Linked DNA regions of Mus musculus: region 1 is linked to region 2. The links are chromatin contacts, called in public Hi-C maps. All regions are on one chromosome and are shown on one strand. The core of a region is the stretch at or near the end of the contact, and the rest is flanking DNA. Distances in the headings are between cores, read along the strand shown. Region 1 has its middle 260 kb from the start of Gm51671. Region 2 has its middle 250 kb from the start of Lmx1a.

Evidence for each region. Hi-C and Micro-C count contacts between places; a contact is called where the count stands out from the background.
Region 1: a contact with region 2 is called in a Hi-C map of uterus, with 5 times the contacts expected there. The contact joins two enhancer-like sites. A contact is called at or near these places in 16 of 484 Hi-C or Micro-C datasets (the HL-1 cell line, cerebellum, cerebral cortex and 9 more).

What each region holds. Positions count from the first base shown.
Region 1 is chr1:168,079,715-168,083,021 of GRCm38.p6, forward strand. No RefSeq gene overlaps it. Among named protein-coding and RNA genes, the nearest start is that of Gm51671, 260 kb to the right of the region's middle. Within about 2 kb of position 1,832, at least 3 of the 459 cell types and tissues checked have an H3K27ac peak or open chromatin away from gene starts, as enhancers often do. A contact at or near this core is called in uterus, where this site is marked.
Region 2 is chr1:167,940,452-167,943,533 of GRCm38.p6, forward strand. No RefSeq gene overlaps it. Among named protein-coding and RNA genes, the nearest start is that of Lmx1a, 250 kb to the left of the region's middle. Within about 2 kb of position 1,675, at least 21 of the 459 cell types and tissues checked have an H3K27ac peak or open chromatin away from gene starts, as enhancers often do. A contact at or near this core is called in uterus, where this site is marked.

The sequences.
Region 1 (3,307 bases), core at 582-3,081, 140 kb after region 2:
GGGGAGCTCTGAGTGTCTTCAAAATTCCACAGAACCATAATTTTCCCTCAGAACAATTCCCTGCCACTCACATTGTTCTCATTTCTCTCTCCTTCAATTTTTCATTACTCTTTTCCTGCTTTAACTCAAAATGTCCCAAAAAATCTGAAAGTGAATTTTAAGTCAAGTTATGGGGACTGGTGAGGGACTGGTGTGGCTGAGTGTCTTTAAGGCATGCCCCATCCTATAATACAAAGATGATGAGACAGAGAACTACAGGAGGGAGTCTATAGCATGTCTATTCAGTGACACACGGCCTCAGTTCTAGAGATCAAGCCAGAAGCAGAGCCTCTCCTATCTTAGGTTCCATTTTGTATCAGAAGAACTAATTATCCCAGCAGACAACTTTCTCCCCTAGGCTGTAACTCCTCAAGGACAGAGATCTTTGCCTTGTTCTCTGAAGTATCTCACAGCCATGCCTGAAACATACTAGACATTCAACACTTATTTGTTGAATGAAAAACATAACTGGAATCTCCCAGAACCTCGGGTAGTTTCTAGAAGTAGTGGTTTGCTGGACACACAAACAATCCCTGCCTTCACCTTCGCCATGCTTGTCTGACACAAATGTGGCACAGAGCAGCTCCCAGCTCCCAGCTCCCAGCTCCCAGCTCCCAGCTCCCAGCTCCCAGCTCCCAGCTCCCAGCTCCCAGCTCCCAGCTCCCAGCTCCCAGCTCCCAGCTCCCAGCTCCCAGCTCCCAGCTCCCAGCTCCCAGCTCCCAGCTCTGCCTGCCTTTTCTCAGGATAACAGTAACAGTCCTGAGCAGTCGATATGTGCTTTACTGAGACCCAGCTCTTTCTACGTTCTGAGAGTCCTGTATTAATTCTCATTTCTCACTTTGCTTTACTCCAAGGCTTCACCATCACACTATTCCTTACCATGGAAACATTTCCAGCACTTCTTGAAGGTGAAGAGGGGTGCCAGTTTAATTTTTTTTTTTTAGCACTTTAAATTTTATCTTTAGTTGACAAGTAATAACTGTGCTTGTTTCTGGGGCACGATGTGCCTCTTGGACCTATGCATACATTATAGACTTTGCTGGGTGTAGCGTACTGAATTTGCATATTACTGTGACATTGAGATGCAATATTATAGAAGCATGTATTCCGTTGGAAACTGAGATACAGAAAGTGAATAATTTAGCCAGTACCATATGAATAGCTGGATGCGGAGCTAAGACTTGAACTTGCTGGCAGAGATTTTCCTTCACTGCTCCAAAACGCCTAAATATTTAGTCCTTTTTTTCTGGTCCAATTTTAAGCCAACGACTCTGATAAATTCAATTTATATCTCTGGGATTATAAGGTGGGCATTCATTGCTATGCTAATAGTACATCAGGGTAATAAAGGTGGTCGACATTTCTAGAATGTTCTATAGCCTGGGAACTACTCTCAGACACAGTCCCGTTTGATAAGGAAAGCCTTGCCTTGGGTAAAGAGATGGCTTTCTTGGCAGGTGCCCTCTCCCTCTAGAATGGGGAGAACACCCAGGTCACAGTGATAGATAATGAGACATTGGTTCTGCTGCTTTTCAAACCCTGTAAGTACAATGGACTGAACTGGACCTCTGCTTAGATTGTTCTTGGGGTCTGGAGCCTGAAAGTGAGGTAATTGAAAATGGAGCAAGAACAGCAAACAAGAGGCATAGAGAAGTCTCCGCATCACTGAGGCAAACGCTGACAGGAGCGAGCACAGTAAAATATTTTACTACGAGGCAGAATTACTCCAAAGACTGATGGACTCGCTCGCGAGACCCACTCACATTTATGAAGGTCATAAGTTACCGACGCCTGGCTCACTCACAGGAGCACAGCCATCACCTTTTATGGGTGAAACTTCCTGCAATATATTAAACTCTCCAGAAAACAGACAAGGGGTTTATGGCAAACGATAACTTTAATGCCTAGAAACCATTTGGTGATTTTGGGAGGATTATTAGTAACAAGGGCAAGATGCTGAGCTGTTTCCAGGCCTGGGCCTTCTCTCTCTCTCTCCTGCCTGCTCGAAACAGTCTTCATTTTTATCTTAGTGTTTCAGCCAGAAACGTTGACCGCAAGGCCGTCTGTGGTGAAGTGGAGTGCTGAGGAAGGCATCTAAGCAGGATAGAGCCTTATTGGGTGAAAAGTCCTCACGGCCCTTGGGTAATGGGCACATGGAAAGCGGAAAGAAGAACCCTGCAAAAATCTTCAGGCTGTGGCTTAGACTGTCCTTGAAAACCCCATGTGAGTCCTCCTATCCATTTGGAGGAAGTAAACTGAAGGACAAGGTGGGGGTGTCGTGTCATCTTTAGGAAGACATTGATCTACCTCAGGATTCAGAGAGGGCCTTACTCAACAAAGTCTGCTATTCTCAAGCTCTCCTAAGTGCCCAAGAGCCTCAGCTCTCGGCTCTGAGAGAGGCGTTTAAATGGCTGCTGATAGTCGGCAGAGGGGCTAATGGAAGCTGTGCTGGAAGACCTGGCCATGGAAGAAACCTCAGAGAGGTGTATCAGGAGGGGAAGCGAGAGTTGCTGCCTGCACACAGCCTCATTTGTGTGGGACTATGCATCCAGTGTGACTCTGGGGCGTTGGTTTCTTCATTCATAGTGGATGCAGACGAGTTCTCCCTTGAGGCTCTCTGAGTTGCACTTCTTACCTGCATTGTGTAGCCTGCTCTAGCCCCTCTTCAGATTATCATATATTCTGTTTCCCCAATCCCTGTTTTTAAGAGCACTTTCAACCGAGAACCAAGCTCCTGAATCAGCTCGCAAAGAAACCGAAATCCCCCTGGAAGGGGGCAGCTTAGAAGCCCGGTCTCCATTTCTCCACAGTGCACAACCATCTGACTGGCTTAGAACTCCCATTTCTCCTCTGAAAACGGCCCCTCTCACTCAGTACACTGTAATAAGGCTTTATCTCTGGTTCCTGAAATTATTGACTGGCTGCTTCTTCTCCACTCCAAGATTTGGGGCTCTCAGTGCAGTCCTAGGTCCCAGCTCAGCTCCAGTATCTTGATGCGTGACCTCTTCAGACAGTGGAGGGGTGAACTGAAGAAGGCAGACTCTACATCCTCTTCCTACAGTAGAGTGATACAGACAAAGGAGAAGCTATCTTACACACTAAGAGGCAGGTCTTCTCCAGAAGCAGAGAGCAGTGCCCATAACTCTTCAGTGGAGGTCAAGAGTTTGTGAATGTGTTCCTACTCCATGCTAGGATGTTGACAGGCTTGGTCTTGTGTAGTTCTTGTTCAGACAGAAGTTCATGAGTATAGTGGTCCTCTCATTGTCTA
Region 2 (3,082 bases), core at 425-2,924:
TGGAGATATTCCTAGGTGGAGTAGCTGCCCATAAATTTCTCATGATCCTGTAGGTAACTCTAATAAAGTTATTATTATTACCAAATTGGACTTGGATGAAATGATTTCTTTGGTCTGGCATTGGTGGACTATGTGGAGTGAATACATATTTGTTCATGTATCCCAAGGAAAATAACACATTGTCCACACAGAAGGACACGAAGATAGCACAGCTTCAGGTCACAGAGAACATCTGGTTAAGAGACTCTTATGCTCCCAGGAGGGTCCAGGTCACCGGGGAATCTGCCAGGTTCTGTCCTCTGGGATCTTCAGGAACTTGTGATGTTTTGTTTCCTGTTAGCTTCTGTGGCTAGGCTTCGTGTGGCTAGGCTGGTAGATATCCTAAGATGCAGTGAGCAGTTCAGGAGACCCCGTTCTGTCCCCACCAACTTTGTTCATGAATGCCTTTTTTTGCGAAAGGTCAGTGTTCAACGAACCTAGAAACAATTCTTTGCTTTACCGGATATTTTTTACTGTTTCATTTTTAAAACATCATGGCCATCACCGTCGTCATCATCATTATTATTGTGTGTTGAACACGCAGAGGTCAGAAGACGACTTCGTGAGGTCAGTTTGGTTTTCTCTTTCCATCTTTATTTACATGGAATATAGGGCACAAACTAGGATTGGCAGGTTTGTGCTGCATGCATCTTTACCCACTGAGCAGCCTGGCCAATGTTTAATCATAACAATAAAGACAACAGCTACAGTAGCAGCAGCAAAAACAACAACAGCAACAATAGCAACATCAACAAAAATAACAACAGCAGCAGCAGCAACAACAATAACACCAACAGCAGCAGCAACAACAATAACACCAACAGCAGCAACAACAACAACAACACCAACAGTAGCAACAACAAGGACGACAACAACAAAATAACAGCAACAGCAGCAGCAGCAACAACAACAAGTGCCCCACAGCAGCAAAACCAGCCGTACCTTCAATACCAGGACAGATGGTCCTTGACTTATGATGTCTCGTGTATGAGGGCTGAACTTTACAGCATTGTAAAAGTGATGTGAATTCAGCAGAAAGCATGCTTCACATTTCAAATTTTTGATCAATTCCTTGGCTAGTGACAGGCATCATGACCCCGTCTCCAGGTTGGACAGTGTCAGTCAGCCGCAGCTCCCAGTCAGCCAGAGCATCAGCAGCATCGTGAGGAAAAACAACTGACAATGCTCAGGCAGTTGCTAAGCTGTGACATTTGGCAGTTAGGATTAAATGCACTCTGACTTCTGGCATTCTCACTATGATGTATCTATCGGCTCGGCCAGCACCTCTGAATGGTACCATCCCAACTGGTGCATTAATGCCTGTCCTTTTTCTAGCTTATCTGTCATTAGAGTCAAGGAACTTTATGTTCTAGGATACTCAGATCTGGATATTCACATACTTAAATACAGATTGCCTTGCTTTATCTAATTGACTAATTTAAATTTTTATTTTGTTTTAAAAATCACTTCCTTTGTATTTTTTTTGTAATAAGTACTTTTGTTGACTATTTCAAAATTACACAAATAGATACAATATGTTGAATACAAATAGCAAAAAGGAGTAGAATGTGACTGACACAGGGTGGTTAAGAGACATTTAAGGCTCAAGCGATTGATGCAATTTCACAAGAAATCCACTGGATGGCGCAAGAATCTCATGCAAATACGTCAGGGGTGGCTACTAGAGAATTCCATTTCTCTCACATTAAATCAAAAGTGATACAAATTGTTGTAAAAGGTGTGCATCTCCCCCACATCCTCACAAGGGATTGTATTTTTCTCCTTTTTTTTTTTGGCCTGTGTGTTGGCAAGGCACTAGTCTCCTGTATTCACGGTCAGAGCCGGCCCCTGAGTCTGTTTTCCCTAAGGTTCAATGCCAAGCCTTCAGACGTGGCCAGTTGCGCGGGGAAAATGACTGCTTTAGCTTTGGTAAAAATCTGAGGAGCAGAATTTTGAAGAATGAGAATTAAAGCTGTACTCCACACTGTGTTGAAGTTTGCCATACCAGCGTTACCGGCTCTGGGACAAACAGCACTGTCTTCTCCCCAGCGTAAAACACAGCATTAATATTAACATGGAGAAAGGGCCAAGCAAGAGAAACTGCATTGATGCTTTTATTCATTTATTTATCAGAGCAAAACTATTTTGTGTATGTGTATATGTGTTTGGTCATGTATATATGTATTCCGTGTGTGTGTGTGTGTGTGTGTGTGTGTGTGTAGGTCAGAGGTTAATGTCCAGTAGCTTCCTCAGTTACTCCCTTTGATGTCTTGTTTTGTTTGTTTTCATGGTGAATAATGTGTAGTTAAGATCAATAGCTGTTTGGAGTGTAGCTCAGTGCATGGGGCCCTGGGTTCAATCCCTAGCACCTCTAACTACAAGTCTATCTTTGGGGCTGGAAAGAAACTTCAGTGGTTACTATTGCATCCTGCTCATACAGAGGACCCAAGTTCAATCCCCAGCTATCAACCACCTGTGACCCCAGCTCCAGGAATCTAGTGCCCTCTTCTGGCCTCTGTGAGTGCCTGTGATCAATTGTGTAAACAGGTGGACACCACATAATTAAAATAAACCTTTGTTTTTTTAAGTAAAGAATTATCCGCGGGATTTAACTGGATTTCAGTGGAGCTGGAACTCCATTTAAGTGCTCCCAGATTTGTTGGCAATAGCTAGAGGACCATAATCAGGAGTCAGACGGACTTGTGCCTTCTTCTCCCCGCCAGCCTGATTGATTCTGGTTATTCCAACATAGAATTTCTTCCCAGCCTGGGGCTTATTGGCCTTGGCACCTATGACGAACAAAGTGTGTCATTGTCTTTGTCTGACATGGCTGACTTGGCAGTCAGGGGAAACTGGATGACGACATAGTGGTCGAGTTTGTTTTTCCTGGACATACTCTTGCCAAGGGCATTTGGACCACATCCAGAGTGGCCCTGCCTTGGGCTGCCAGAAAGTGGGTGACATGTACCCCTTCTCTTTTTTGTGACTGTGGACGTCTTTCTGCACCACTTTCTCGATCACGAGAGACTTTGGCTCGGAAGCT